Regions from separate parts of the Mus musculus genome. Here all the other regions are linked to region 1. A link is a contact called in public HiChIP or PLAC-seq and promoter capture Hi-C data. All regions are on one chromosome and are shown on one strand. The core of a region is the stretch at or near the end of the contact, and the rest is flanking DNA. Distances in the headings are between cores, read along the strand shown. Region 1 holds the start of Ubr2 (ubiquitin protein ligase E3 component n-recognin 2). Region 2 has its middle 19 kb from the start of Taf8. Region 3 holds the start of Taf8 (TATA-box binding protein associated factor 8). Region 4 has its middle 18 kb from the start of Taf8. Region 5 overlaps AI661453 (expressed sequence AI661453). Region 6 holds the start of Srf (serum response factor). Region 7 holds the start of AI661453 (expressed sequence AI661453).

Evidence for each region. Promoter capture Hi-C pulls out the DNA fragments that hold promoters and counts their contacts. HiChIP or PLAC-seq counts read pairs in DNA pulled down with a chosen protein or histone mark.
Region 2: a contact with region 1 is called in an H3K4me3 HiChIP or PLAC-seq map of embryonic forebrain, with 4 times the contacts expected there. The contact joins the enhancer-like site here to the promoter of Ubr2 in region 1. A contact is called at or near these places in 5 of 39 promoter capture datasets (3T3-L1-derived adipocytes, cranial neural crest, hippocampal neurons and 2 more) and 5 of 115 datasets of contacts at active chromatin or transcription factors (effector CD8 T cells, embryonic forebrain, embryonic hindbrain and 2 more).
Region 3: a contact with region 1 is called in a promoter capture Hi-C map of second pharyngeal arch cranial neural crest. The contact joins the promoter of Taf8 here to the promoter of Ubr2 in region 1. A contact is called at or near these places in 13 of 39 promoter capture datasets (the 3T3-L1 cell line, 3T3-L1-derived adipocytes, the HPC-7 cell line and 9 more), 1 of 484 Hi-C or Micro-C datasets (embryonic stem cells), 13 of 115 datasets of contacts at active chromatin or transcription factors (the NIH/3T3 cell line, astrocytes, bone marrow-derived macrophages and 9 more) and 3 of 9 other capture datasets (adipose tissue, macrophages and pancreatic islet).
Region 4: a FOXA1 HiChIP or PLAC-seq map of pancreatic cancer cells shows a contact between it and region 1. The contact joins the enhancer-like site here to the promoter of Ubr2 in region 1. A contact is called at or near these places in 3 of 39 promoter capture datasets (the HPC-7 cell line, cranial neural crest and hippocampal neurons), 1 of 15 datasets of contacts at CTCF or cohesin (the NIH/3T3 cell line), 1 of 484 Hi-C or Micro-C datasets (bone marrow-derived macrophages), 12 of 115 datasets of contacts at active chromatin or transcription factors (the NIH/3T3 cell line, astrocytes, embryonic basal ganglia and 7 more) and 1 of 9 other capture datasets (pancreatic islet).
Region 5: a contact with region 1 is called in a FOXA1 HiChIP or PLAC-seq map of pancreatic cancer cells. The contact joins the enhancer-like site here to the promoter of Ubr2 in region 1. A contact is called at or near these places in 2 of 39 promoter capture datasets (cranial neural crest and second pharyngeal arch cranial neural crest), 1 of 15 datasets of contacts at CTCF or cohesin (the NIH/3T3 cell line), 1 of 484 Hi-C or Micro-C datasets (bone marrow-derived macrophages), 11 of 115 datasets of contacts at active chromatin or transcription factors (the NIH/3T3 cell line, embryonic basal ganglia, embryonic forebrain and 7 more) and 3 of 9 other capture datasets (adipose tissue, embryonic stem cells and pancreatic islet).
Region 6: a contact with region 1 is called in a FOXA1 HiChIP or PLAC-seq map of pancreatic cancer cells. The contact joins the promoter of Srf here to the promoter of Ubr2 in region 1. A contact is called at or near these places in 3 of 39 promoter capture datasets (erythroid cells, pre-B cells and stem cell-derived epiblast-like cells), 2 of 484 Hi-C or Micro-C datasets (the G1E-ER4 cell line and macrophages), 2 of 115 datasets of contacts at active chromatin or transcription factors (memory CD8 T cells and pancreatic cancer cells) and 1 of 9 other capture datasets (embryonic stem cells).
Region 7: an H3K4me3 HiChIP or PLAC-seq map of embryonic limb bud shows a contact between it and region 1, with 6 times the contacts expected there. The contact joins the promoter of AI661453 here to the promoter of Ubr2 in region 1. A contact is called at or near these places in 15 of 39 promoter capture datasets (the 3T3-L1 cell line, the HPC-7 cell line, cranial neural crest and 8 more), 1 of 484 Hi-C or Micro-C datasets (pancreatic cancer cells), 15 of 115 datasets of contacts at active chromatin or transcription factors (acute myeloid leukemia, bone marrow-derived macrophages, cardiomyocytes and 11 more) and 1 of 9 other capture datasets (macrophages).

What each region holds. Positions count from the first base shown.
Region 1 is chr17:47,008,799-47,012,753 of GRCm38.p6, forward strand. Ubr2 (ubiquitin protein ligase E3 component n-recognin 2) reads right to left here and starts at 1,734. Exons shown (of 47, transcript NM_146078.3): 1 at 1,344-1,734. The coding sequence starts at 1,421.
Region 2 is chr17:47,519,677-47,523,631 of GRCm38.p6, forward strand. It overlaps a transcript of Ccnd3 not described here. Among named protein-coding and RNA genes, the nearest start is that of Taf8, 19 kb to the left of the region's middle. RefSeq lists an enhancer at 1,109-3,911. Within about 2 kb of position 2,110, at least 283 of the 459 cell types and tissues checked have an H3K27ac peak or open chromatin away from gene starts, as enhancers often do. A contact at or near this core is called in effector CD8 T cells, embryonic forebrain, extraembryonic endoderm stem cells and 3 more, where this site is marked.
Region 3 is chr17:47,500,487-47,504,441 of GRCm38.p6, forward strand. It overlaps Taf8 (TATA-box binding protein associated factor 8), which reads right to left and starts at 1,805. Exons shown (of 9, transcript NM_022015.4): 1 at 1,745-1,805; 2 at 798-954. The coding sequence starts at 1,783.
Region 4 is chr17:47,482,419-47,486,373 of GRCm38.p6, forward strand. It overlaps a transcript of Taf8 not described here. Among named protein-coding and RNA genes, the nearest start is that of Taf8, 18 kb to the right of the region's middle. Within about 2 kb of position 2,168, at least 124 of the 459 cell types and tissues checked have an H3K27ac peak or open chromatin away from gene starts, as enhancers often do. A contact at or near this core is called in astrocytes, fetal liver, pancreatic cancer cells and 1 more, where this site is marked.
Region 5 is chr17:47,461,091-47,465,045 of GRCm38.p6, forward strand. It overlaps AI661453 (expressed sequence AI661453), which reads left to right. Exons shown (of 5, transcript NM_145489.2): 3 at 2,864-2,939. Among named protein-coding and RNA genes, the nearest start is that of AI661453, 26 kb to the left of the region's middle. Within about 2 kb of position 1,866, at least 48 of the 459 cell types and tissues checked have an H3K27ac peak or open chromatin away from gene starts, as enhancers often do. A contact at or near this core is called in pancreatic cancer cells and pancreatic islet, where this site is marked.
Region 6 is chr17:46,553,890-46,557,844 of GRCm38.p6, forward strand. It overlaps Srf (serum response factor), which reads right to left and starts at 2,273. Exons shown (of 7, transcript NM_020493.2): 1 at 1,439-2,273. The coding sequence starts at 1,939.
Region 7 is chr17:47,434,698-47,438,652 of GRCm38.p6, forward strand. AI661453 (expressed sequence AI661453) reads left to right here and starts at 1,942. Exons shown (of 5, transcript NM_145489.2): 1 at 1,942-2,252. The coding sequence starts at 2,108. It also overlaps a transcript of 1700001C19Rik not described here.

The DNA.
Region 1 (3,955 bases), core at 484-2,983:
TTTCCTGTTTTCTTATAATAGAGCCTTCATTTCTTTTTCCAGATGTCTTTGATAAATCAAAGGCAAATGGGGGGAGGTATCAGGTAAAAAAAAAATCCTTGGGTTGTGTGATATCACACAGAGTACAGGAAAACAGACTTCACACCTTACTTAGCCTCACAAGAATACAAAACTTAAAACTCACCAGGCAACAGTGGTTTGTTTTGTTTTGTTTTTTTTAAATTACCCCCACTTCCCTCTCATTTCCTCACCCAAACTATCTTCCTCTGGTCTATTCACTCCAAATATTCATCACCGACGGCACATCCCAACTACTGACCCTAACATCCTGTGTGATGATGTGTTAAATAAAGAGTCACTCATTTCCTGGGAGCTTTTTCAACTGGAGGCCTCTGAGACTAGGCTCCCAATTGTCTGAGCTATTTACAGTCACCGTGGACAATCTGTTCTGATAGGTGTCCCCTGCCCTCACTGGCAAAAGATGACGCTGAGTTTGTTGAAAGTTGTTGTCTTTGTAACTTTGCTACTTGTATCGGCGCTTGTTGATACTACATTTTAAGTCTTTACTGTGTCTGAATGGCTTAAGTTTAGGGCCTAAGGGTTCCTGATAGGCTGTGATCAACGCTATCATTAATGAGCTTGCATCTGTTCACCAAAGCTGCTTTTTCAAAGTTATATAACGTTTGTTCTCCGTCCAACTTTTCCCAACTCCTAGAAAAATTATGTATTTTTTTTTTTAAATCTGCCAGCCTCCATGCTTAGCAAACGTGTCGAGGCACCACTACATTACACACAGGCACCAAGGTTACCATCTAACGAAATAAACAAGTGCAAAACAACTTTTTAAAAAAGCACCGAGGGGGTAATGTTGGACTGTGCTGCCTGCAGCCTGGGTAAACTCCCCTCCCCGCCCCCCAGCAACAAAGTTGGAGCTGGGAGAGGATAGAATCCTTCGGCGCAGACACTGCTCCGCTTATCCTAAGAAATGGCATCAGAAGGTAAAGTAGGGCGCTTATACGACAACGTTAGGAAGCCGCTCGCTCCCATCTTCCAACAGCCAGCATATAGGGCAAAAACCCAAGTGTTGTAGACTTAATGGAGAGTGAAGCTAATTAGGGATAATGAAAGCTCTGTAGTAAGAGTCGCCGCGTATAAGGAGGATCTGAGCACCGAAGGCGCGGAGCAGGCTCGATGGCCTCCTGGGTCCTTTTCCCCACGGGACATGGCCAGCGCCGCTGTTAGCCGAAGTCAGTGGCGGGCTCCGGGATTCCCAGGACTCTGTTCCTCCCCCGGGGCGCGGCCTACGAGGGCCGGACGTAGCCCTCCCGGGCTCCCGCACTCACCCCTGCGATCTCTTCGGCAGAACATTCCAGCAAACTGCGGTCGATGGCCTGCACCTCGGGCTCCATCTCCGACGCCATCTTCTCTCCTCCTCCTCTCCCCGGGTGCTCTCGCCGCTGTCGCCTCTCCCCGGGCCTCAGCTTCGCCTCTGCTCCCGCAGCCGCGACGGTCACCCCTGTCCTGGGGCCGTCAGTCCCGGGCCGTCCGGGCTGCCGCCGAGCCGAGATGCGCGAGGAGCAAAGCGGGACGCGAACCTGCAGCGGGGACGGCAGCCGCTTGCGCGCGCGCCCGGGCTCGGCGCCCAGAAGTCAAGTCGCCTCCTCGCCCGTGACCGGGGGAAGGACACCGAGAACCCCAGGCCTGGCACTCCGGACAGCCACTACCGCGTTCAACGCCAAGAGAGGGGCAAAAACACCCAAGCGAGGGAGCAGGGCATTCTGGGTACTGTAGTCGTCCCCTGAGCGGCCAGGGAGAGAAGCGAAGCCTCTAATAAGGAGCGGCACACGAGTATCATGGGAGTTGTAGTCCATCCCCTGGCGGAAGCCTGGAAAAAGACAATTTAGAATCCGTGAGAGGGGCTTGACACCAGAAGAACGAAATAACGTTTGAGATCTCGTCTTAGTCTCTTAGTCCTATTTATTCTTGTCATTTTTTTTTTATCTCCCCAGCACCAAGAATAATCATTCCTGGCGCGATAGACACACAGCTGTCTGTCAAAAGTCTGGTATCTGATAAACCCTCAATTGTCAAAAGAATGAATGAATCGCGCGTTCTATCCCGGAGGTTCTAATGCCTTGTCATCCTGGCACTAGTCACCGAGGTGTATTTAGTACCGAGATTTTGAAAAGTTTTAAGGTACAATTGCAAGACATTTAATTTATGACCATTGATTGATATATATCCTTTTCTTTCCTTAAGTCTTGTTGCATCAGAAAAGGCGTCCAACGAATCAACTTAAAGACCAACTCTCAGAGTCAGACAACCCTGGAAGCACGCGCTTACTTCCGCGTCCAGCCTGCCTACTCCTGCGGCTGCGCGGAGGGAGAGCCAGGGCTAGAGCTGCGACTGCCATTGTTTTTTGCAGTTTCTCAAAAGGTCAAGGAAAAAAAAAAAAAAAAAAAAAAAAAAAAGACTTTAAGGTTCAATGGCAGGCCACAAAGCAACAGAAGAAATACTGGATATTTTTTTTTTTTTAGCTGCATTGCTTTAAGACTATACTGACAGAAGCAGATCTAAAAGCAGACCGATTGGAGGCTTATATACACTGACTGTAATTTGTGACATGTATTTGAATATCTTTTAAATTATCTTCGTGGAGAAGATTAGGCTCTCACAGATGACCAGACAAACCCTAATTGCCCTGTAGGAAGAGGCTGGTATCTTGTACTGGAGTTGTTAGGGTTAGACCTTGGAACCTGCGGCTCTAACAAGCTAGGCTCAAGCATATATCCTCAATATAACAATTAAAGAGATAAGCAATAATGAAGAGACAGAGAAAGGAGACTTATTCGATATAGCCACATTGGGGAGAGGGACAAAAAGGTCCAGTGACCATCTGCCCACCCTCAAGTTCACTACCTTTCAGAGTCCTGACATGAGGTTTAGTTTTAAAGAAAGGGCAGCCCTGGTCAAGGTGTGGTCCTAGTCCATCGCTGGTCCATCATTATCTTGACTCCAGTCTCTCTTGCAAGTTGTAGAAACTGTAAGACACCTCTTTCTGGGAGGCAAGCTCAAGCTCTGGTTGATGCCAGACTCCCCAGCCTTTTCCAACTCCTATTACTTGGGGGGGCCATTGTCTTAAAAGCCTGGTAGCCAAAGAGAAGAGCACAAAATGGTGGTACCTTTGTGGTTAGGGAACACAAAGGCATTAGATGAGCTAAAGTCAGGAGTGGGACCCTGGAAGAGCGTGTGTGGCGGTCTGGATGAGAATGGCCCTTCAAGGGGCTCATATATTTAAATGCTTGCTTCCCCACTGGTGGAACTGTGTGGAGGAGGTGTGTCACTAGGGGAGGGCTTTCAGGTTTCAAAAGTCCTAGCCCTTTCCAGTTAGCTCCTACCTCTGCCTACTACTTGTGGGTCAGTTGTAAACTTTCAGCTACTGCTTGAGCGCTATGCCTACCTACCTGCTTCCAGGCTCCCCCACCAAGATGTAGACTCACTCTCTGAATCTGTGAGCTGCAATAAACCCTTTCTTCTGAGATCCACCCTCACCTTCGCACACTCCTACCTTCATGCCCTTCTAAAAATGATCTAATGGCTCCATTTTCAATTCCCATGTACTCCTAGGCCTGTTTTTAAACAGGATCTCCTATGTAGCCCAAGCTGGCATGGACTTGGTACCTTCTTGACTTGGTCTCCTGAATGACGGAACAGCATTCACCACCATACCCAGGAACATTTTTATTCTTTTTTTTATTTTTTTTCCATTTTCTTGAAAGATCTCACTATGTAGACCTGTATATCCTGGAACTTACCCTGTAGATCAGGCTGGCCTCAGACCCACCGAGATCCACCTGCCTCTGCCGCACAGAGTACTGGAATGAGAGATCTGTACCCCCACACTCAGCTTATTTTCCCCATTTTTGTATATGTGTGGATACATGCACCGGGAGAT
Region 2 (3,955 bases), core at 860-3,359, 510 kb after region 1:
TGTAATGTGCTTACGCGTGCTTGCTACAGCAGATGTACTTTTGATGTCTTTTAAGCAAAAATCTGCTGTACTGTTTTATTTGTAACACATACTGTTCAGGCTCGGCTTCAGGGCCTGTGAGGCTCGAGCTGGAGCTTTAGAACTTAACTGGGGAAGGGGCAGAACCCGCTCCTGGAATCTGGCCTCCGGCCTCCATACACACTCCGTGGTATGCGCTCATCCACAGGCATACAAACACACACACGATGATAATAAGTTTTCAAAATGAGATTCATGACTTCAAGAGAAGCTGGGAAAACATCCTGTCTTGTCATCGGAAACAAACTGAATTTGGGCTAGGGGCTGGGGGCCGGGGTGGGGGATCAATCTGTAACTTGAGGTTCTAGTAGCCCCAGAAACGGATTACCCAAAGTAAAGCAAAGAGTCTACTCTGGGAGCTCCGAGAGACACTTTTCAGGAAGGAGCTAGGAAATGACAGAAGTGCCCGAGGGTAGAAAGAGGGCCCTACAGGGAGCTGGTCTTACCTCTGCCCAGGTGGGCCTGTGTCGGTGACACCTGGTGCTGGTGACAGGTTTCTGGGGTACAGGTCAGGGGCCTGGTTTCTGCATTTACCGTAGATAAGGAACAGATGGAAGCGCAGCTCAGCAGGGGGCTGGGCTGTCCTGTCAAGATGACAGGACATCAAGGAAAGAAGAAAATCTCATTTCAGGTGGTGGGATGGCCCTGCAGAGAGGCAGAACTACTGTAACCTGGTGGGGAACGGTCTCCTCAAAAGAAGGCAGGGGTAGAGCTCCGTGGTAGAGAGCCCTTGCCTAACAGGCTGAGGGCCTGGATTTAATCCCCAGATGAGGGAGGAAGGGAAATGAGAGGGTGGGAGTCGGACATGGTGGCATATGCCTTTAATCCCAGTACTTGGAAGGCAGAGACAGGAGGATCTCTGTGAGTTCCAGGCCAAAAGAGAGAGGGAGAGAGAATGGGACCTAGGAATGTCACTAAGTTGGTAGAGTGCTTCTGTAAGCGTGCAGGAAGCCCTGTGTTCAGTTCCATAAACTACAGTAATCCTAGAATTCGGGGGGTGGAGGTTCAAAGCCTGCCTCAACGACATCGCCAGTTTAAGGCCAAGCGGAGCTGTGAGGGTTTCTCATACATACAGTTTAGATATACTCTCCATACATTAAGACGCATAATCAATTAAGGGAAGTAAACCACAAATGGGATTAAAGGCGTGTCTCCCAAGTGCTGGGATTAAAGGCGTGCACCACCACGCCCGGCTTTGCCTTTTCTTTTTTTTAAGAACATTTCAGCTGCAGCTGTGTGTGGCTTGACCCCCAGTGCTACATAATCCCAGGATTTGTAGAGACAGAGGATCAGGGGTTCAAGGTCCTCCTCGGGGTACCTATTAGGAGGGCAGCCCAGGCTACGTGAGACTCTGTCTCAATAAAAATAAAAATAAAAAGCTGGGTGGTGGTGGCGCACGCCTTTAATCCCAGCACTTGGGAGGCAGAGGCAGGCGGATTTCTGAGTTCGAGGCCAGCCTGGTTTACAAAGTGAGTTCCAGGACAGCCAGGGCTACACAGAGAAACCCTGTCTTGAAACCCCCCTCCCCCCCCAAAAAAAGGTCCAGTTCTATAATAACAGGAAGAATAGAACATGTACTAGGAGTGTTCCATGAGCTTATGGGAAAAGTGTCGCTAGTTTGTGGTACCTCATTGGAAGCTGTAGGAGCTAAGAGTAAAGCTGGCAGTGGAGGGCTCAGTAAGGCCCAGAGCCTGGTGTGGACCCCAGCTTGCAACTCTCTGTCCTCTCTTCAAGTCCCGTTATACCAATTAAACAAAATTTTAAAAGTGTCCTGCCTGGCACTTCGGGGGTGCCCAGCTCAGGCCGTCATGACAATTGGGGTGGGCGGAGTTAGATAAGGGGGGGTAGTTACCCTCAAAAGGGCACAGAGTAGGTCTGAAGAAAGCCAGCTTCCTCTAGTCCTTTTGAGCAGCCTGGGGCTGCAAGGGTGGAGGGCCGGGGGAAGACTGCGGTGGGAGCAGGAAGCTGGGCAGCATCCCGCAGAGTCTGCCTCTCCAGCTCAGCAACAGAGGAGGGGGTGGAGTCTCCGTTGAGCCCTGAGATAAGGAACAGGCAGCAGCTGACAAGGGGATCAAAATAAACAGCTGTGCCCCGGGGAGAACAAGCTTTGCATTCCGTTCTGTGATCCCACCCCAATCCCTACTTCTCCCCCAGCCCGCCCCGCCCCCACCCGAGCACACTCGGCATCCCCGTCGGCTCTGAGGGCCTCCCCTCAGCCTTGGCTTAGCTCCTTGTGAGCTGTGTTCCCACATCAGCCCCCTCTTTAGGCAGAGGCTCTCGGGGGCCTTTCTCCAGCTGTCTGGAAGGACTGAGGACTCGAGACAGGTGGCCGGAGGTGGAAAAGAGAGGCCTCTTCCAGGGCCAGCCCCCATCTGCCAGGCTGGGCCACCCTCAGACTCTCCCCTGGGTAATCTAGGAAGGCCTGGGAAATAGAGTGGGGCTAAGCTCTGATAGCCAGGCTGGGGAGGCTGAGGCAGGAGCTGGGGTCTAGTGGTGAGAGGAGTATTCACTGGGCTGGAGACTTCTGCTCTCTGCCTCCCCAGGCACTCAGTACAGAAAGGATTGACAGTGACTTTTACGAGGGGCCGCTTTGACTGGCTTATGGGAGTTTATTCCTCAGTATAGTGCCTGAAGGTATCCTGGTCCCAGGGATCTGAGAGACTCCATAACTCCTGAGACTTCTTACTAGTGACCTTATTTCGACACACGCTAGCCTGGGGTCTAAGAGCTACAAGGAGCCACTACTTGCCCATCCCCCAGGGCTAGGCCGGCTCCTGGGGCCACCATGAGTAGCAATTAGCACCCCTTCTTCAAGATACCCCCATAAGCAGTCCCAGTCCGAAGAATGCAGGGTTTCAGGAAGGCCCTGGGCCACATCAGGAAGTGTCTTCATTGTCCTGAAGAAGGTTTGATGACTTCTGTGTTCCTGAGCCTGGATGTGGCTTCTAGCCTGGTTGTCCAAGGGTCAGATGCAGGGGCCTGCAGGGTGGTGTTAGCTTTGAGATACATCGGGAGTCTTAGCTGCTGGCAGGAAGTTGGCTCAATGGGAACACACGCAGAAGGGTCACCTGCTTCTTGCTGGCACGCTCCCAAACCTCTGTACTCAACTGACTCCTTGAGGCCCCCAAGACCCTCCAAGATACTATGTGTTTGACAGATTCTAGGCATATCCTCACTTATGTAGCCACCCTGACCCCTGAACAGTGGTTTGAATAAATGAATGCCCCAGAGAGCTAGGGGCAGCCGCTTGTGTATAAGAATCTCGGGATAGGAGCGGTACATCCTAAGGCCTCTATGGAACCCGGCTACGTTTTAGGAAGCTGCAGTATATTCAGGCCCAGAAAGCCAGGCCTGGTAGTGACCAGCAAGTACTGAACGCTCGCTCTATGCCAGACACAGACCCTCTTCTTCCTTCGTCTTATCCTATTATCCATACTGAACAGACAAGGAAATGAAGGCTTAGATGAGTCACCCGACTTGCTGAGATCGCACAGCAGCACTTGAGTGCATGCGTCCCGCCGGGGACAGACTCCGGCCTGCCTGTCTCCAGATCTCTTTCCCACCACCACGTGCAGCCCCAGCCTCCAAGGCTGGAGAGCGAGCTCTTCTGGGGGCAGCTGCTTCCCTTCTGCCCTCGCAGGCAGGAAGGAGAGTGCGGCAAGAAACAGCAGCTGACAATGTGGCAACAAGGGTCGTGGCGATGAGGGTGGCCAACGCCACCGGGGCAGAGGCTCCAGGGCGGGGGCAAACGCAAGATGGGCACAAGGATTGTCTGAGCTGCAGGCAGCTGATAGACTCCTCAGCTGCTTCCCCGCCTTCTCTCATGCTTGGTGTGGCCATCATTCCCGGGGCTGTCTTCTCATTCCCTCCCCTGATG
Region 3 (3,955 bases), core at 555-3,054, 490 kb after region 1:
TTCCCAACAACCACATGGTGGCTCACAACCATCTGTAATGAGATCCGATGCCTGATGTAATTGTTAGATTCGGGGCTCACCACCTCAGTCTGCTAACCTAGGTCTAGTCCTGGAAGCCTCCAGCACCCATACAATCTTATCTGGGTCTAGAATGCTTTCAGCCTCTGAGACTTACTGCTGATGTCTGAACACAGTTACATTATATTCATATACATAAAATGAATAAGTAAATTGAGAGAGAGAGATTGATTGATTGATTGATTGATTAGGCTGGGTGGTGGTGGCACGTGCCTTTGATCCCAGCACTCAGGAGGCAGAGGCAGATGGATCTATGAGTTCAAAGCCAGCCTGATCTACAGAGTGAGTTCCAGGAGAGCCAGGGGTACACAGAGAAACCCTGTCTTGAAAAACCAAAGCGGGGAAGGGTTATATTAAAAAACAAAAACAAATTCAAAGACAGAAAGGAGACGTTCTTGGGGCTGTGGAGAAGACCGAATCCAGTGTTGTTCAGGGATACAGGGCTTTGGACATGGATAACGCTGAGAGTTGTGTAACACTTAATGCCACTTAATGCCGCTGCAGACGACTGAAATGACAAGGTTGCTATTTGTGTCTCTCCCACATGTATAAGCATCGAAACAGTCTCATTCTACAATGGACATGTGTGTTTCTTCTGCCTGAAGCTGAGTCTCTAACAGTCTTCCAAGAGAAGGGGAGAGAGAATCTGGGATGGAGTTCACGGAGCTGGGGGGGGGTCTGTAAAGGAAACAGCGGGCCTAGTGTTTCTTGGTACTCACAGCTCTGCAGCATCTCTGTCAGTGTCTCCACAGACGCTTTCTCGGCACTCTCAAATCCCGCCTCTGTCAGCAAGGAGCTCACAACCACTTGCAGGGTCCTCCTCCGGGCCAGATGGTAGTTATCAGCAGGGTTAGTGGATTGCTTACTTCCCGGTCTCTGGAAATCAGAAGCCCAGAGTGAGACTTTGAACCACTAGATGTGTGTGTTTTGCGCGCGTGTGTGTGTTCCTGCGAGTGCAGGTGCCGCGCTGGCCCGGATTCCGTGAAGCAGGAGTTACAGGTGATTGTGAGCCACTCCACCAAACTCAGGTCCTCTGAAAGACCAGCAAGTCCGTCTTAACCACTAAACCATCTCTCCAGCCCCATTCACTTCTTTCTGGAGCAAAGTTACAGGAGCGGGTCTGTGGTGGGCACGCCTTTATTCCCAGCACCCGGGAGGCAGAGGCAGGCGCGAGAGGAGGCAGGAAGAGAGAGGGAAAAGCAAAGGAAGAATATATACACGAATGATGGTACTGAGCGAATAAATCTACTATCTTCTTGTCCCATCACACCATTTCAGTAACCAGGAAAATTAAACCAGCTACCACCACAGGATGCAGAGGAGAGCTAGGCATCACCGCAGAGAAAGGCAGAGCAAGTAAATATTTTACGAAGTTCCAACTTCGGCCGGCCAGTAAGAGGATAAAAACAGCCTCTTCAGACCAATCAGAAGGAGTTCCGGGTTCCCACCTCAACAAGGAACAAGCCAATCAAGTCTCAGATGCAGCAATTCAGGAGGCCGCTGCCAAAAGCCAAGCAGCGGGGACCGCCTACGGCCAGAGATACTCTCCAGCCCCGGGTCTCAGAGCGGGCCTGGGCTTCTCGGTTCGAGACCGTGGCCCAAACCGTGGGAGAGATCCAGAAGACCCAAACTCTTTCGGCTTCACGCCGCGCCTCTCCACCCTTACCGTTCCGGAGCCACCAGGCCCGGCCGCCGTGTCAGCCATCTTGCTCTTGCGTAGTGTGCGTGAGCGCGGGGCACGATGGGACTTGTAGTTGCGGGGTGGGAGGTGGAGAAGGGCGGGGCCGCGGGTGCCCCGCCTTATAGAAAAGCTCTACGAACACGTGTGAGTCTGGGGTGGGGGTGGAGGGAGCTCGGGATAGCCCAAGCTCACGTGGCGTTGTGTGACCCAAGCTTTCTTGGACACTTAAGTCAGTAGCTGTAGCAATTGATCTGGAAGACGCACTGTGAGATGCACTGAGTTAAAAGAAACATATTTTGTCCAGGAGCCTGCCGTCTGTAATCCTAGCACTTTGGAGCTGAGACCAGAGGATCTAGAGTTCCAGGCTAGCGTGGGCTATGCAATGAATTAAAGGCCAGTTTAGGACTACATAAGGAGACCCTTTCCCTGAAAAGAAAAGAATAAAAATAAAAACAAAAACAAAGCCATTTGTATGAAGTAAGTTCTCAGAAATACACTAAGAATACAATTTGGGTCTGGAGAGATGGCTCAGCGGTTAAGAGCACTGATTGCTCTTCCAGAGGTCTTTAGTTCAATTCCCAGCAACCACGTGATGGCTCACAACCATCTACAATGAGAACTGGCGCCTTCGCAGGGCCTTGGTGGTGCACGACTTTAATCCCAGCACTTGGGAGGCAGAGGCAGGTGGAGTTCTGAGTTCGAGGCCAGCCTGGTCTACAGAGTGAGTTCCAGGACAGCCAGGGCTACAAAGAGAAAACCCTGTAAAAAAAAAAAAAAAGAAAAAGAAAAAGAAAAAGAAAAAGAGGGGCTGGTGAGATGGCTCAGCGGTTAGGAGCGCCGACTGCTCTTCCAAAGGTCCTGAGTTCAAATCCCAGCAACCACATGGTGGCTCACAACCATCCGTAATGAGATCTGATGCCCTCTTCTGGTGTGTCTGAAGACAGCTACAGTGTATATAATAAATAAATAAATATTTTAAAAAAAGAAAAAGAAATCTGGCGCCCTCTTCTGGTGTGTCTGAAGACAAGACCAATATACCCACATGTATGCAATAAATAAATATTTAAAAACAAAAAAACACTTTGGTTCTGCTTGCTCTTCCAGAGGTTCTGAGTTCTATTCCCAGCAGCCACATGGTGGCTTACAATTATCGGTAATGGGATCCAATGCCCTCTTCTGGTGTGTCTAAAGACAGCTACAGTGTGTGTATTCATATAATTGAAACAAATAAATCTCTTTTAAAAATACACTTTGGGGCAGAGAGGTGGCTCAGTAGTTAAGAACACATACTGGGCTGGAGAGATGGCTCAGTGGTCAATCAGAGCACTGACTCTTCTTCCTGGGGTCCTGAGGTCCTGAGTTCAATTCCCAGCAACCACATGGTGGCTCACAACCATCTGCAATGAGTTTGGATGCCCTCTTCTAGTGTGTCTAAAAGACAGCTACAGTGTACTCATATACATAAAATAAATAAAATCTTAAAAAAAAAAAAAAGAACAAACACATACTGCTCTTGGAGATGACCCAAATTTGAGCACTCATATTGAGTGTCACAACTGCCAGGTAGATGATGGGAACTGAATCTCTGGAAGAGAAGAGTACTCTTAACTGGAGCAACTTTGCCCCTTGAATGTCATGGTGGTTTGAATAAGAATGGACCCCCTAGGCTCAAATATTTGAATGCTAAGTCACCAGAGTTGGGCAATTTGTTAGAGGAGAGGTGTCACTGGAGGTGGGCTTAGAGGTTTCAAAAGCTTACACCTGGCCCAGTGTCTGTCTGTCTGTCTGTCTCTCTCTCAATCCCTGCCTCTCTGTCTCTGAGTGTGAGCCTCTGTCAGCCTGCACACCAGGATATAGCATAGGGTCCTCAGCTATTGTCCCAGCGCCATTTACACAGCCATGCTCCCCACCATGACTGATAAACCTCTAAAACTGCAAGCAGACCCAATTAAATGCTTCTTTTTACAAGAGTTGCCTTGGTCGTGAGTGGTGTCTTCAGGCAACAGACCAATAACAAAGACAAACACCCTACCCTGATTATCCTACCCATTCCTTCTCCAGAGATCCGGGGCTACAATAATTCACCGTCTTACTCAATGTAAGTAGTGCTAGGGGAACCCGGGGTTTTCTTGCAAGTTAGGCAACAGCCTATACCTGGGTGCTGGCTTTTGTCTTACCACCAAGCTCCTTGGGTGA
Region 4 (3,955 bases), core at 918-3,417, 470 kb after region 1:
CTACACACAGGTGGTGCACATATGTGCATACAAGCAAAGCACTCATACATAAAATGAAACAGATGGGTCCTCAAAATGGAAAAGGAACATGCAGAGCTTGCTCTCCCAGAAGATACAAGTTTCATTCCCAGCATCCACATCAGACAGTTTACGAACTGCCTGTAGCTCCAACTCCAGGGGATCTGGCGCCCTCTGCTGGCTTCAGTGGGTACCAGTCTCTCATGCATATACACCTCCACCTAATTCATTCTCTCTCTCTCTCTGTCTGTCTCTCTGTGTCTCTGTCTCTCTGTCTCTGTCCCTCTCTCTCTCTCTGTCTCTCTCTGTCTCTGTCTCTTCTCTCTCTCTCTCCAGAATGTCTCTAAGCAGCCCTTGCTATTCTGGAATTCCCTATGTAGACCAGGCTAGCCTTGAACTCACAGAGATCTGTCTGCCTCTGCCTCCCAAATGATGCCTGGCTAAAACTAAATCTTAAAAAAAAAAAAAAAAAAAAAAAAGACAGGGCCTGGTGATGATGCACATCTCACCTTAAGTCCTAGTAATTGAGAGGCAGAGACAGGCAGATCTCTGAGTTTGAGGCCAACCTGGTCTACAGAGAAAGTTCTATGACATCCAGGGCTACATCAAGAAACTCTGCCTTGAAAAACAAACAAACAACACCCCCCCCCCAAAGCAGAAGGTGTAAAGGCCCCGTCTGTCACCCAACAAGTCACAAGGATGAGCACAGAAAGAACCTCTGTCACAGGACTATAGAGCCTTGAATCAGAAATTCTTTATTGGGCTGGAGAGATGGCTCAGAGGTTAAGAGCACTGACTATTCTTCTGAAGGTCCTAAGTTCAAATCCACATGGTGGCTCACAACCATCTTTAAAGAGATCGGACGCCCTCTTCTGGTGTGTCTGAAGACAGCTACAGTGTACTTAGATATAATAATAAATAAATCTTAAAAAAAAAAAGAAATTCTTTATTATTCGCACAGAGGACACACTAACCACTAGGAGAAAATACTGTTTATACGGTATCTATCCCGCTATAAAAGGGTATATTTACATGTGTGTTTGGTACATAAAACCATACTGACTCATCAGGAGCTTCGGGGAAAGGCCAGAGAGCCTGGGGTGGGAGAGGGAGGTACGTGTTATATCTTCTTCTGTCTTCCAAGTTCTGTGCTGAATTCATACATCATCTGTTCACGAGTCAATAAAATAGCTTCTAACAAAGACGGAACAATGATGTAAGCAAATGGAGAGGACCTAAACCATAAACACCAGGAGGGGAAATTCCTTGCGCTTGTTTCCAGGGCTGGAAGCATCCATGACAAATCTGTACCTGTAGGCTTGGTTCCTCTCCCCAGACTGGCAGCTGGGGCTGTGCACGCTGATGGTCAGAGACTTAAGCACTCGCTTCTGGGTGACCCTGAGCGAAACAGAAGAATGATAAACCTGTCACCAGGAAAACTCAGAGGTGGCAATAAACGACAAGGCTCAGGCTCTTCTTGTTCCTACAAAGACACTGGGAAGAGCCTCCCTGCTCTGCCCTGGGCATGCCTCTGGGCTGGGGATGTCACATGTCACGCAGTGGTAGAGAGTGTGCCCAGCAGGGCACTGGGCCCTGGGGCATTTGGAGAGCCTGGGACCCTCAGGATAAAGGGGTGTGGTTCTTCCTAGCACCACATGGGAAGCCTCATCCACTCCAGCTGCCCTTTCCTGGGATCGTCCTGATTTACTGATGTGGAAGTGACAGAAATGCCCCAACCCACCCCCAGCCTGGTATAATCAGGTTTTACAAGGGCAAGGCCTCCTTACAACTGACTCTACACTGGCTCCACAGAGATGGGACAAGAGCCCCAGGCCCAAGGAGGCCTGGATCTCATGCCTCTCAGGCCAGCTCCAAGCTGCACTCTATTGCCCTCCCTTCCTCTCTCTGCTTACCCTCCCCTCCTCCCTCTGCCTCCCCTCCCCTCCTCCCTCTGCCTCCCCTCCCCTCCTCCCTCTGCTTACCCTCCTCTCCTCCCTCTGCCTACCTTCCCCTCCCCTCCTCCCTCTGCCTCCCCTCCCATCCTCCCTCTGCTTACCCTCCTCTTTCAAAGGCTCACTGGGCCAACCCCACCCACTGAGATCTCAGCAGAGGCCTCAGACCAGCCCCCTTCTTTCTCTTGGTCAGAGGAGGCAGAACAGGTTCCCTCTTGTTTACCCATCTCCCTGGTAACACAGGCCTCCACAGGAGGGTGTCCTCCAGGCTATCAGTAGGTTTCTGTTTCCTGCCTCTTCTTAGGTAGGGTACACTTTGGCTCTCTGGGGCTAGGGCCAGTCCGTCCCCCCCAGTTCCTGAATGGCTAGCTCTAGCTGCTCCACCCCTTCACCCCACCATAAATCCTAACTGGGAAATGCCACCCTCTGTGAGGAGTTGACTGACCTTGTTCCCAGCCCTGCCTATGGTCCTCTGCCTCCACATCTCCCTCTGAACAGCACCCCAAGCCCTTGCTGAACTGAGCCCACTTGACCCTCCCGTGCAAGTCTGCCTACAGTCTGGGGGCACACACGCTCCTGCCTCTGACAGAGAGTATGCTTGTTTGCTGTTCTCTTTCCACAAAGATGGCTGCACTTTGTGCTCTACTCAACTACAACGTTCTTCTTAGGCCATTTTTTTTTTTTAAAGGGCAGCTCCCACAATAATTCCTCCTGCCCTATTTTGTGACAAGTGCTGCCTTTATCTGCCCTGCCAGAACGGCACCAAACTCTGCCCCCACAAAGTGGCTGCTCATATGGCCTATATCAACAGGTCTCAAATCCCCTGTCAGAGATCCTGAAAGAAGCAGGGTGGGTGGAGGACAGGCCATTCGGTTCTCTGGCTGGCCCCTCCCCCAGCCTCTCCTCCCAAGCCCCAGTGCCTGCTTGGCTTCTGTGAAGGCTTTGGCCACTGCCTGCTCCCCAGGTTAGTAGCCCAAGCTTTGCACACTACCTACCCCTTATGGCTCTTAGTTTCCTTGTCCCATCCTTCAATTCTTTTCCTCCAGGTCTCTGATGGCACCACGGGACTGACATACCACGTGTGTTGTGGGCTGTCCACTGCCCCTCCATCCCCTACATACACACACACACACATACACACACACACACACACACACACACACACACACACACACAGACACACACACACACAGACACACTGTGGGCTGACACACACACACACACACACACACACACACACACACACACTGTAAGAGCTGGGGAAGCAGGGACCTAGGTCTACCCTGGTATTTGTCAGTGTCTGTATCCAAATGGTCTCCCTTAGAAAAAGCTCAACTGCTGTTTGAGTGACTGCAGAAGGGAAGGGTGGAATGGGGGACAGGCTGAAGGGCTGGAAGGAGAGGCACAGGACAACCAGGAGCCAAGTGAAGACTTTCTCCCTGCAGGGTAGAAGCCCCTTCTGGCACCCTCTACAGCCTACAACACTTTTAGTTTCATTTTGTGTAGTTTCCCACTAGAGTGAATTCCCTGGAGGTAGGAACTATGTATGTCTTGTTCAGCAGAGTATCATTAGAGTTGGCACCGTGCCAAGCGTTCAGCATACACAAGAGGCTCTGGACCTCTATCTGCTAAATAGCGCACAGGAGGATGAGTGACCTGCAAGACAAAGACCTGTCAGGGGACCTCATTGGCCAGGTTTGCACTGGAGACATTTGGACTAGGGGTGGCCAGTCTCTGGGAGGATCTCCAGTCTTACTGCAGGGCTGAGAATGGTCTACCCTGGCAGGGGATGTGGCTGGGGAAGAGCAGGGAGCCTGCGCATTTGGGTGGGGCAGCATCAGACTGGCAGGGAGGAAGAGTGTGCTGTCTAAACACAAATGAACAAGACCTAGCATGGTCTACGCAGAGGACAAAAACCAGACAACTGGGTACAAATAGTTGGATGCTGAGACCAGCTGGGCAGAAACGTCTGGAGGTGGAGGACC
Region 5 (3,955 bases), core at 616-3,115, 450 kb after region 1:
GTTATCTTTGTGAGTTTGTTTTACATCTAAAGAGCATTTTGCTTTCATCTATATTTGTGCCTCCTAGTCTCTGCATTTTATGTGAAGAAAATGGGTTTCATGGATATGTAGAACAGGAAGAGTTGGGGTCCAGCGGGAAGGCTCACCTGTTAGGAACACTTGTTTTTACAGGGTGTGGGACTGGGTACCAGAAGTTTTCCACGGAGATCTCTGTCCAGGCCAGGTAGGAAGGTTCCCGAGAAGGGAAGTGAGTCCAGGCAGAGAGATGAGTCTCTGCCACGCCTTCCAGGTCGCTCCTTAACCGAGCCTCTCTGAACTGAGTCGGGTCAGGCTTGGCCGATGAGAAGCCGACTATCCAGTGAGGCGTGCAGTAGGACCTCGGGTGGCTCTTCGGGAGAGAAGATCTCTTCCCAAGTGTTACATAGACCTCTTGGAACAAAAGACTCAGATGAAGGAATATTTCTCGCATACCTTTAATTCCCTGCATGGACTTATATACAGTTCTGGGGGTGATTCAGGGTTTGACAGCAGGCACCTCTCATTGGCTTAGACTGAGAGTTTGGGGGAAACCTTATTTGCGTGTAGGAAGGCTTGGTGCTGTTCCTACCCAAGTCTCTCCTGTGGGAGCTGTGGGGGCAGTAACTTCGACAGGAGTCAGGGGTCCAGGAGACAGGGGTTAGTTCTAACTCTCAATCTGCAGGAGACTGCCTCACAAGGCCTACTTAGAGCATATGAGACCTCAAAGCCCAACTCCATAGTCACACACCTCCTCCTCCGAAAAGGCCACACCTCCCAACAGTGCCACTCCCCATGGACCAAGTATTCAGATAACTGAGTCTTTGGGGGCTGTGCCTATTCAGATCATCACAGATGGGTGCATGGGTCCCTTCTGGGCTTAGCACAAGTTCACAGGTAGAGATAACAGACCCGGGGGTGTTGAAGTATTTTTCTCAGTCCTGTGGTGAGGTAGCAGGGCTGATAACATCAAGTCCATTTGCTCCAAAGCCCCTTTACAAAGGGCAGCTGAGCTAGTCCTTAAAGGAAGGGCTGTGGTGAGGTGCAATGTCCAGAGCCTGGGTCCAGCAGTGCCAGCTGTAGCTGTATGTTTTAAATTACTTCTGAGACATTTCCGGATGTCTTTTTCCTCACCCAGTACATGCAGGGGACATCTTTCTCATCGAGTGGTGACGGAGATGGTTTCGAGTAGGGCACAAGGAGCATTCTTGGTATTATTAGAAACTAATGGGAGGGGCACTGGGATGTGGCTCCGTTGGCAGAGTGCTTGCCTCACATGCACAGAGCCCTGGGTTTAATCCTCAATACCACAGAACCAGGTGTGGTGGTGGCAGCTGCCATCACAGCATTGGGGAGGTGAAGGCAGGAAAACCAGAAGTTCAGGGTCATCTTCAGCTACATAGTGACTCTGAAGCCAAGGACGGTGGCTTGAAGAAAAATAAAGGAGAAATAGATGGCTTGCCCAACTCCAGGCCCAGGAAGCACGCAGACTGTGGTGGTGGGGAGACTGTTGGATTAGAACATAGACTGGTGTGCTAAGTGAGTGGGAAAGGAGAATGGACTTGGGAGCCAGAGGCCAGGCCACTGAGACCCCTGAGAAGCACATGTAGTGCTCTGCCAAGCTCCCAAATGGCAGGTGTGTGCACTTTGTTGATCTATGGAAATGTGTTGGGGGCAGGGGGGTGCGGAGAGAATGCAAAATAGACTCTCAGACAGACAGCTGTGCAAACACAGCTCTGTTTGGTTCAGGTGAGAGATCAGAGACGCCTGCACTGCTTGCAGAGCCCTGCTTCAACACTTAGTTATCTTCTGTAAATTCCTGGTGAAGACCTGGAGTCAACTGGAGGTCGGGAGGCGGGTTCTTTGGGGCAGCTGAGTCACTGCAGGTTCTTTGTGTTAGGCTTGGGGACAGTCCCCAGGGGCTGGTTCTCTCCTTCCATTCTGGGTCCCAGAGACCAGCTCAGCTCAGCCCAGGCCACCAGCGTTGGCAGCCAAGCACCTTTACCCTTTGAGACATCTCACCAGCCCTCATTTTGGCTTTTTTGGTTGGCTTTTGTTTTGTTTTGACTGGGCCTCACTGTAGCTGAGACTCATGATACAGACCGGGATCACCTGATATGTGTGTGGCACGTGCCTGACTCCTTAGTTTGCTTTGAATTGAGATTCTTATTCCGATGTAGTTGATCCTCGTCTTTGCTGGTTCTGTATTTGCAAATTTGATCTGTAACTAACATTGCTTTTGTGGTTGTTCTCATACATGCATAAAGCAGAAAAACAAAAACAACCCTGAATGGGAACCCCAAAGCATGCATTTCTAGCTGAGAAAAAAAAAAAAAAACCAACAGGACATTTGTATCCTGTATCACAGGATGGCCTCAAACTCATTACGTGGCCGAGCATGTCTTTGACCTCCCTAATCTGCCCTGAGCGCTGAAAATCCAGGCATACCCCACCACACACAGTTTTTACCCTACTGGGGCTCGAACTCAGGGCTTTGTATATACTACAGGGCAAACACTCTACCAACTGAAATATATCCCCAACCCAGATTTATTTTTTAAACTTCACTCACAGGGTGGGCTGGAGAGATGGTTTATCAGTTAAGAGCACTTGCTGCCCTTGCAGTTCTCAGGACCTGAGTGCTCATTCTCAACTGCGCGTGTGACTCTGGTTTGTCACCTTCTGGCCTCTGTGGGCACTGCACAGATAATTAATTAATCTAAAATAAATGTGTTCACTTAAGAAGTTGTATGGCTACTACCATTCCTGCAGTTTCTTTGGTAATGGGAGACTCACAGCCCAGTTTGAGTTGTCTGTTCATCCCTCCACGTCCCCTGGTCTCTTTCAGAATGCCCAGGAGAACCATGGGCTGGCTGTGCCCACCCCGTCTGTCCCAGAAGATTTTGCAGACAAAGAAGTGGGAGGTAAGAGAACTCTGATCTTGTGGCTTCCTTTCATCCCTGCTGGGGCCCTGAAGTTAAAACAAAATAAAACAAGCAAGCAAACATCTCCATTTCCCCCAGCTGGAGGCAAAGCCAGCATCCGGCACCTCTTAGCTACTACTGGTCAAGGTGGGTGAGAACAGTGGGCCAGGGAGATGCAGAGAGTCAAGGTTGGCTAACACCCATTTTAGAGAGTGGTGAGAGCAGGGAGGGCCCGGGTCACAGCAGGATAGAAGGCAGCAGGAAGACCTGGGTCAGACAAACCTATCTCTGAGCCTATAAGCTATAGCCTGATTAGCTCCGTCCCCAGGACACTTTCCCTGCTTGAGAAGAGCAGTGCTAACTCTAGAGGACTCAGTGTATGGGATGGATGTGAGCCACTTGGTGAAATCAGGCTGGTGACACCCCGTGTGACTCTGAGCAAAGGTTCCTGAGAACTGCGGTGTCTCAGTCACCGCTTCCGTCCTCACTCTCCCCTTCTGCAGCTCCTAAAGGCAGCTCCTTAGCGAACCAGGCAGGTTTTCAGCCCGGGGTCTGCTCTGCAGCCCACTCTTTACCCCTCTGCTCCGAGGTCACCTTCCCAGTGGGCCTTCCTAATTAAACAGCACCTTTTAACACCCCTCCCCTGCTGTTTTTCTTACTGCCTTCCCCATGGTAATGATTGACTAGTGTATGGAATTATCGGGTTGACCCCTTATGGAGTAAGTTTCAGAGGCGGAGTTTAGAGCAAGTGGAGGAGTGTGTAAAGGCCAGAGGTCAACATCACCAAGCAGGAGCAAGGCCCTGGATTTGATCCCTAGCACAGAACAAAGCAAGGCTAAGCTTTAGTGGATAGGATCCCTCTGCTTTGTTTGTTTGTTGCTGTCAGGACACAGCGTGGGGGTTCCATTTCAGGTCCCCAGCATCACATAGCTGGGAGCAGACTCTCTCCTAAGCACTCTGAGGAGGGAAAAGGGAAAACAAGCATGGCGGAGGGAGGCGGACTCTTCGGGGAACGG
Region 6 (3,955 bases), core at 1,023-3,522, 450 kb before region 1:
AAATTATATGGTGACTCCTAGGGTGACCTTCATCTATCTCTCTAGGGACTGTAGCAGGGTCCTATCTAGATAGCTCAAGGAGAGCTGGAAGCAGAGAAACTACTTATGTCCTGCAGGTACCCCAAGCAAACAGGAACAGCTTCCGGCTGAGATTGAGAATATAACCTCAAGGTGGACATGCAAAGCCACAGTTAGCCATCCCCTAACTAACACTGTCTGGTGTCGATTCCTCCTTACTGTCATAGGGACAGTGAGGTCCCTACCACACTAGAACTCACATCACATTTGTGGTAACAGCCACCTAACTGCCAAACTGCACATGTTCCCTGCCAGAAAACTGCACAGGCTCTAACCTGTTGCCATAGCCTAACTTCTTTTGCCCTGTAATACTATAGAGTATACTATACTGCCCTTTTCTTTCGCCTTGGGACAGGAGGAGGAGGAAAGGTACTTTCTACCTTTCCCCAAAACCTTCTCCATGATGATCAAGGGTTACTGATAAGAGAGTACCCAAAACGATGAGAGCTACATCTGCAATAGATATTCTGCTATGAGAACCCAGCTAAAATACTGAATCCACCTTGGAAGCAGATGCATCGTCTACAAGATAACAACACTGGTTCCCACCCAGGTTGTAGGTGGTTTCCCAGTCCCTCTGCTTCCATCCCTTACAGTTTGTTCTAGACTCCAAGACGACTCCCATCCTTGCCACTTTTGATAGGATACCATCTGGCAAATGATACCTCTACAAATCTTCCTGACTTCCCCCCAACATTCCATACTCTGATTTGCTCTAGAGCTGGAAACCCTACCTGTACCAAAGGCCGGCGATTCTGCAGCCAGCCCCGAGGCAGCATGAGATTTCCACAGAAAGCAACGGAAGACACATGGGCAGGGCGGGACTTGGTCCCAGCTCGCTGTTCCTCAAGGCAGCAGCAGTTTCTCCCGCCTAGCTTCCTCACCTGGTTCCTAACCCTGCCTGTCCTTCAAAGCCCGTACAACTCGAGCGATGCCCACCTTTCCTCCCACTCAAGCTCTCTCGCTGCAGCTGTCATCCAACTCCTGCCTCCTCATCTCCAAACCTTCTGCTCCCTTTCCCACCGCCCTTCGCGCACACCAGGACACAGAGGATCTGCGGATCCCGGCGTCTGGTTATCCTGCACTCCTCCAGGACCCTCTGTCTCCCGCGCGCTGGTCACTCCCACCTCGGCGCCTTCGCCCAGGATTCCGGACGTTCGCAGCATCTCCCCTCTCCCCATATTTCCCCGGCGGCCCCTCCCCTTTCGCCAGGCCAGGGTACAACCATCCCCTCCCACACACCTCCTGCGGACTAGCCCGCCTCTCACCTCCGCCTCGGCTCTGTCTCGCTCCGGGGCTACCTTAGAGCGCACCCACCCTCCGGTTCCCCCCGGGGCGCGCCAACCTCCGGCTCCGGTACCTTCTTCATGATGCCCGTCTTCCTCTTGCTGAAGGTCGTGTAGCGCCGCAGCTTGTTGTCGATGAACTCCATCTTGATCTTCACGCGGCCCCGGGTCTTCTTCCCCGGCTTGGCCCCGCTCACCGCGCCGCTCACCGGCCCGTAGCCCCCGGCGGCCGCCGCCGCCGCCTCAGGCCCACCGACCACCACGCCGAGCTCCATCTCGCTCAGGCTCCGCTTGAGGCCGCGCCGCTCGGCGCCCAGCTCCTCCTCCTCGCCGGACTCGGAGTCGCCCTCGCTGCCGCTGTAGAGGGCCCCGGCGGTGGGCGCCGCTGCCGCTGCAGCCTCCCGCTCCAGACGACTCTGGCCGAGCCCCGCGCCGTTCCCGGGGACCCGGCCCCCGTTCGCCCCGCGAGTCCCGCCGCCGCCGCCCGGCCGCCCCGTCGGGGTCCGGTTCAGGTTGCCCCCCAGGGCCGAGCCCCGGCCCAGAGCCGCCGCGGCCCCAGCTTGGCTCGGTAACATGGCGCTCAGTGCAGGAGGGCTGACGGGCAAGTCAGCGAGGAATCGGGGCAGCTGCCGCCATCGGCTTCTCGGTTCCACCCGGCACTCGCGCTGTTACTAAAGCCGCTCTTGCTGCCGCGGCCGCCGCTGCGAGCCCGGGGCCCCTGCACGCCCGGGCCGACCTGGGCCCTCACTTTCCTGCCCCTATGGCCGGGGTTGCCCCAGGCCGCGCGCAGCGCCCCCTGTCCGTGTGCCGGGGAGGCGCGCCCTGCGGCCGTCAGCGTCCCCCGCGGGGCAGGGGCTGCTGGCCGCGGCCGAGACCGCGGGTGGAGGGGGCCGGGACCACGCGCTGGCTGCGGAGGTATCCCCCAACCCTTCCCCCCCCCATATAAAGAGATACAATGTTTCCTTTTATGGCGAGGCCGCTCCTTATATGGCGAGCCCCAGCGCCCCCGCCCCATTGGTCCGCGCTTCCGGCACCTAGGCTCCCCATTGGCCCGAAGGGGACACTTATTTGCATAGACATACCGAACTCGCTGCTGTCATCCCCGCGTCAGACCGCGATTCCGTGGGAGGGAGGAGCCAACTCCTTAAAGGAACAGTGGAGCCGAACCAGTTCCGCCCCCCTGGGTTGGAGAGTAGTGGAGTGTTGAAACTATCCTAGAGGAAGGAAGCCTGGGAGAGGACTGCAGGGCAGAAGAGGGAACCCCTGAATGGATGGGGTTTGAAACAAATAAAGAGGAAGACTTCCTAATTCCAGCGAAAGAGGGCAGGGATAGATTGGAGCGCTTCTCCCACCACTTCCTGAGTCTTTCGACTCCGCTAGCCCAGCGGCTCTGTCGCGCACTCTTGCCTTTCCCTCTCTTTTCAAAGGATCAACACTTTCCCACAAGTCTGGCTGCGAGGTCACATCGTTCATCATCCTCTACACTGGGGGTGGAGGGGTATCTTTGGCAGACACACATCTGGAGGAGGCACAGAGACATCCTCCCATCCATGATGGGGGCAGGGCGGAAAGTGAGAGATCAGTGAAGACTTCCAGCTGCCGGCTGTGCTAAAAGGGGGGTGGGGGGTGGTCTCGAGGCTAAAGCACAGGCCTGAAAGTACAGTGGGATAGAAAATTTAAGCAAGAGAGTGATCGACATTACAGGTCCACAGGAGTATTAAAAAATAAAAAGATAGAAAGGTTAAAACGTGGGTGTTACAAAGCCCAGGTTAAGGGTCTGAGAGTCTGAATCTTTGCTCCAAGCTAGAGAAAATATCTTGCACTTCTATGTTACTGAAACTATTTAAATCTGGCCGGACGGTGTGATATACACATTTAATTCTAGCTGTTCCTGAGGTTGAGACAGGAGGATTGCCTGGAGTTCAAAGCCAACCCGACCTACATAGTGAGTGCCAAGCCAGCCAGGACTATATAGCAAAACCAATCAAAAAGAAAAGTATACAAACATTGGGAGCTGAAGAGATGGCTCAGCAGTTAAGAGCACTGGCTGCTCTTCCAGAGGTCCTGGGTTCAATTCTCTGCAACCACATGGTGGCTCACAGCCATCTTTAACTCCAATTCCAGGTGATCTGACATCTTCACACAAACAAGTGACCTGGTCCATTCTCTGGTGTTGGTACCTGTACTGGCTGGTTTGCTGGTTTGGCATCAACTTGACACAGCTAGAGTCATCAGAGAGGAAGGAGCCTCTGTTGAGGAAATGCCTCCATGAGATCCAGCTGTGGGGCATTTCCTCAACTAGTGCTAAATGGGGGAGGGCCCAGCCCACTGTGGGTGGTGCCATCCTTGAGCTGGTAGTCCTGGGTTCTATAAGAAAGCAGGCTGAGCAAGCCATGAGCTTTCCAGTAAGCAGCACCCCTCCATGGCCTCTGCATCAGCTCCTGCCTCCAGGTTGCTGTCCTGTTTGTTTCTTATCCTGACTTCCTTCCGTGATGAACAGCAATGTGGAAATGTAAGCTGAATAAACCCTTTCCTCCCCAACTTGCTCTTGGGTCATGATGTTTCGTCCCAGCAGTAGACACCCTGAGACA
Region 7 (3,955 bases), core at 692-3,191, 430 kb after region 1:
AAATATATATATATATATATATATATATATATATATATATATATATATAAAATTTTAATGTGTATGAGTATTTGCCTGTGTGTGTGCAGTGCACACATCTGATCCCCTGTAACCGGAACTACAGATCACTATCCACTGCCACGTGGTTGCTTGGAACTGAAAAGACAGCCAGGGCTCTTTACTTCTGAGCCATCTCCTCAGCCCCCCCAAATCTGGTTTCTAAAAATTACATTCATAGTCAGGCATGCAGTATACCTTTAATCCCAGTACTTGGGAGCAAAGGCAGGCAGATCTCTATGAATTTAAAGCCAGCTTGGTCTATATAGAAAGTTTCATGCCAGCCAGAGCTACAAAGTAACATTTTGTCTCAAAAGAATATTCCAGGAGAGAAGAATCTGGTGTCTATAAAATACCAAATTTTCTAGAGCTGTGTTCAGGGCATGACGTGGTCATTGTGTTCTGAAACAGACTACAATGTGGTTATCCATACAGGCTCAGGCCAATGAGATCAGTCAACTTTCTGATAGGCAGCACTAACTAGACCCAGTAGATTTAAAGGGGGGCGGGGAGGGATGATGAAGAGGAGAAAGGGATGGGAGGGAAGAGTGGGAGAGGGATAGCCTGCATGATATGCTCAAGACACATTGTTTATGTATGAAATTGCCAAAGACTAAATTTTATTTCATGAAATATACATTAAGATCGGGCTTGGTGGTCTGAGCATTTAATCCCAGCACTTGGGAGACAGAGTTGAGATAGTCATAAGTTCAAGTCCAGCCTGGTCTACAAATTTCAGGACAGCAATGGCTACATAATAGACAGACCCTGCCATACATAGATAGATAGATAGATAGATAGATGCATACATACATACATACATAATACATACATGTATGTATATGACATATATGGCAGGGTCTCTCTAATATACACACTATATAATGTATTAAATATATTATCTTTAATATATTAATAATATACACAATATAAATAATAAACAAGAAACAATATGAAATATATAAAATAATTATATATTGAATATGTTAAATATTTAATATATTAGTATATTAATATATATGGAGGCCTAACCATGAGGATAGTTTCTTCCTGTGTTCTCTAATGGTACAGAAACTAGCCGGGCGATGGTGGCACACGCCTTTAATCCCAGAACTTTCGAGGCAGAGGCAGGCAGATTTCTGAGTTTGAGGCCAGTCTGGTCTACAAAGTGAGTTCCAGGACAGCTAGGGCTATACAGAGGAACCCTGTCTCGAAAACAAAAACAAAACCAAAAACAAACGAACAAACAAACAAACAAAAAATGGTACAGAAATTAGCCGGGCGGTGGTGGCACAAGCCTTTAATCCCAGCACTCCTGTCTCGGAAAAACAAAAAAACAACAACAACAACAACAACAACAACAACAACAACAACAAAAAAAAAAAAAAAAGGAAAAAAAATGTGCAGAAATTTCTTAACTCTACCTGGCCTCTAACTTCCTGTGTATTCATCATTTGTATTCATCGAAGTCTCCCTCACACATGTCAGAGGGCCCACGGGATGCTCTGGGCCATGCTAGCTTGGCCAGGCAGGTACTTTTCTGGGATGCAAGTCATTTCTAAACTGTCCACCCTGATCTGCTCAGGAAGGGCTCACAGACTCAAGGAACTCGCCTTGGGCTTTTCCTGGTCCAGAAAAAAAAAAAAAAAAAAAAAAAAAGTGGGGGTGGATCGGGCGTGCCGGTAGGGAACCCGCGGCAGGGGGCGGCTCTGCTCCCCAGCAGGGCGTGGGCCGGGCGAGGTCCTCCGCGCAGCGCACGGTGCCAACAATAGGCTGTTGTGGAAGGAGGCAGGAATGTGGCCCGGGGAGTTGGGCGGCGGGGCGGGGCCGGCTCCGGGCGGCAGCCTCTTACCTGTCCAGGTAGCTCGCATTTCCAGGCGAGCGGCGGCGGCGCCCGCACCACCTGTCGCCGGGTGCGCGGGCGGGGAGCGCGGCTGGGGACCATGGCCTGCTAGTGTCCCCTGGGAAGACGCTGCGGGGTTCAGTCTGGAGCAGGACAGGCCTAGGGACGGAAGGTCCTTCCCTCGGGGACAGATCGGCCTGCAGCAGCATGAAAAAGAACCAGACCATGCAGGGCACTTTCAGCAAACTCTTTGGGAAGAAGCACGCCCACCCCTCCACCACGTCCCTCTACGCCACCAATCCACCCTGGATTTTCACCCACGAGGCCCAAGAGGAGGGAACCAGGGACTTTGGTGAGTGCACCCCGGCTGGGGGAAAAAAAAAAAAAAAAAACAAGGGAGAGTTCCCCGTGGCGCCTCTTCCCTCCTGGCTCTGGCGTCACTTGGGCGCTGGGAAAGCGGGCTGGGGCAGGGACACGTTGGAACCTGTGGACCGGCTGAGGAGATGCTGGGAAGGGGAAGGAGGCGCGGCAGCCCGAGTCAGAGAGGTGCAGGGAACCCCTGAAGTGAGGCCGCCGATCCTTGCCGCCCTCACCTGCCGTTCCCTGTCTCCCTTCATAACCTTTGGTAGGGTTTCTGTTTGTGTGGCTGTCTTTGCTGTGTCTCCTACCACATATCCGCATTCTGAGTCAGAGATCTAGACGTCTGTCCCTAGTCCTTTCCGCTTCCTCTGTCCCGCAGAGAGAGCCTGCCTCAGGTGCCCTTGCCGTTCGTTCTGTTTGAGAAAGGAAAGTCAGCGAGCAGGCCACTGTTAGCAGATTGCCAGCCATTTGCGACATCAAATTAGCTTTGTTTGGTTTGGTTGGGGGTGGGGAGGGAAGGGGGCTGAGTGTCACATGCTCTTGCCCAGGTCCTCTTGGATCTGGGTTGTCTATGGTCTCGGACTGAAGAGTCAGAGGTGGGACAGAGGAGAGTGCGGACCCTTTGAATCAAGGGTGGTGTGTCTTTGCAAACTACTGGAAATAAATTGGCCCTTCCCCAGCTCCGGCTATGGGACACTCCTATCTCTTTGTCAATCTCCAGTTTATACACTCTTAACTGGGGGGAACCCCGGGAAAATGGGGGAACGGTACTCACTTCTTGTTTTTGATCCATGCTTCTGGTGTCTGAAGTGGGAGACAGGGGTGTGTCACCAATCACTCCCTAGTTTTACCTGCCTTCCTCATCACCTTTATGGTACTTGGAGTTCTGTTCAACACCCAAATGATTACATTGGGGGCCAGGGCAAGAACAAGATGTCACCTTTCCCTGACCTAAAGATCTCTCACCAGCAGGCAAGCAAAACTAAGAGTATGCCCTCCTGCCCTTTGGGGGCCTCTGCTGGAAGACAGCCTTTAGGTGCATGAGAAAGAGAAGAGGCATTTCTGAGGGGAACCTAGCCTCAGAGTGGAGAGGGAAGGCTGTCTCTGACAGAGCACAGGTTTCAGTAATGGGGAAGAGAGCAGGACCAAGTGGGGGCGTGTCTAGGCAAAGAAGATACCAGTGCTGGCAAGTGAACCCTAAGTGTACTCTGGGATGCCCCAACACCTTCCTTGGCCTGAAGGAAGACATCAATAGCAAACTGTCACCCACCTTTCCTAGGTGCAAACTCTCCTAAAACGTTTGATCTTTGACTCACTGAGTCTCTGTCTAGTGTAAGATGCTATTATTGGCTTTCTGGATGAGGACGCCAAAGAACAGGGATGTTACAGACCTGGTCCAAGACCGCAAGATTTAAATGGTAGAGCTGCGATTTTCCCAGCGCATAGGAACAGATGCTCTTCAGTAGACACCTAACTCATGTAGCTGTCACCAGCAAGCAAGTGAGAGAATTTCCAGTACCCCAGAGTCTTGCTGGCAAGAGAGCCAACATCTGGACCCAGGCAGAGCCCGACTCTAGCAGGCTTTCTGATTTTTCTCTGGAGGAAGGGATTTGGGGGTGAATGCCTGAAAAACCAGTCCCCACCCACCACCACCACCCCTTTCTCTTCAAAGAGTCTCGGAACAGCCTCTTCACA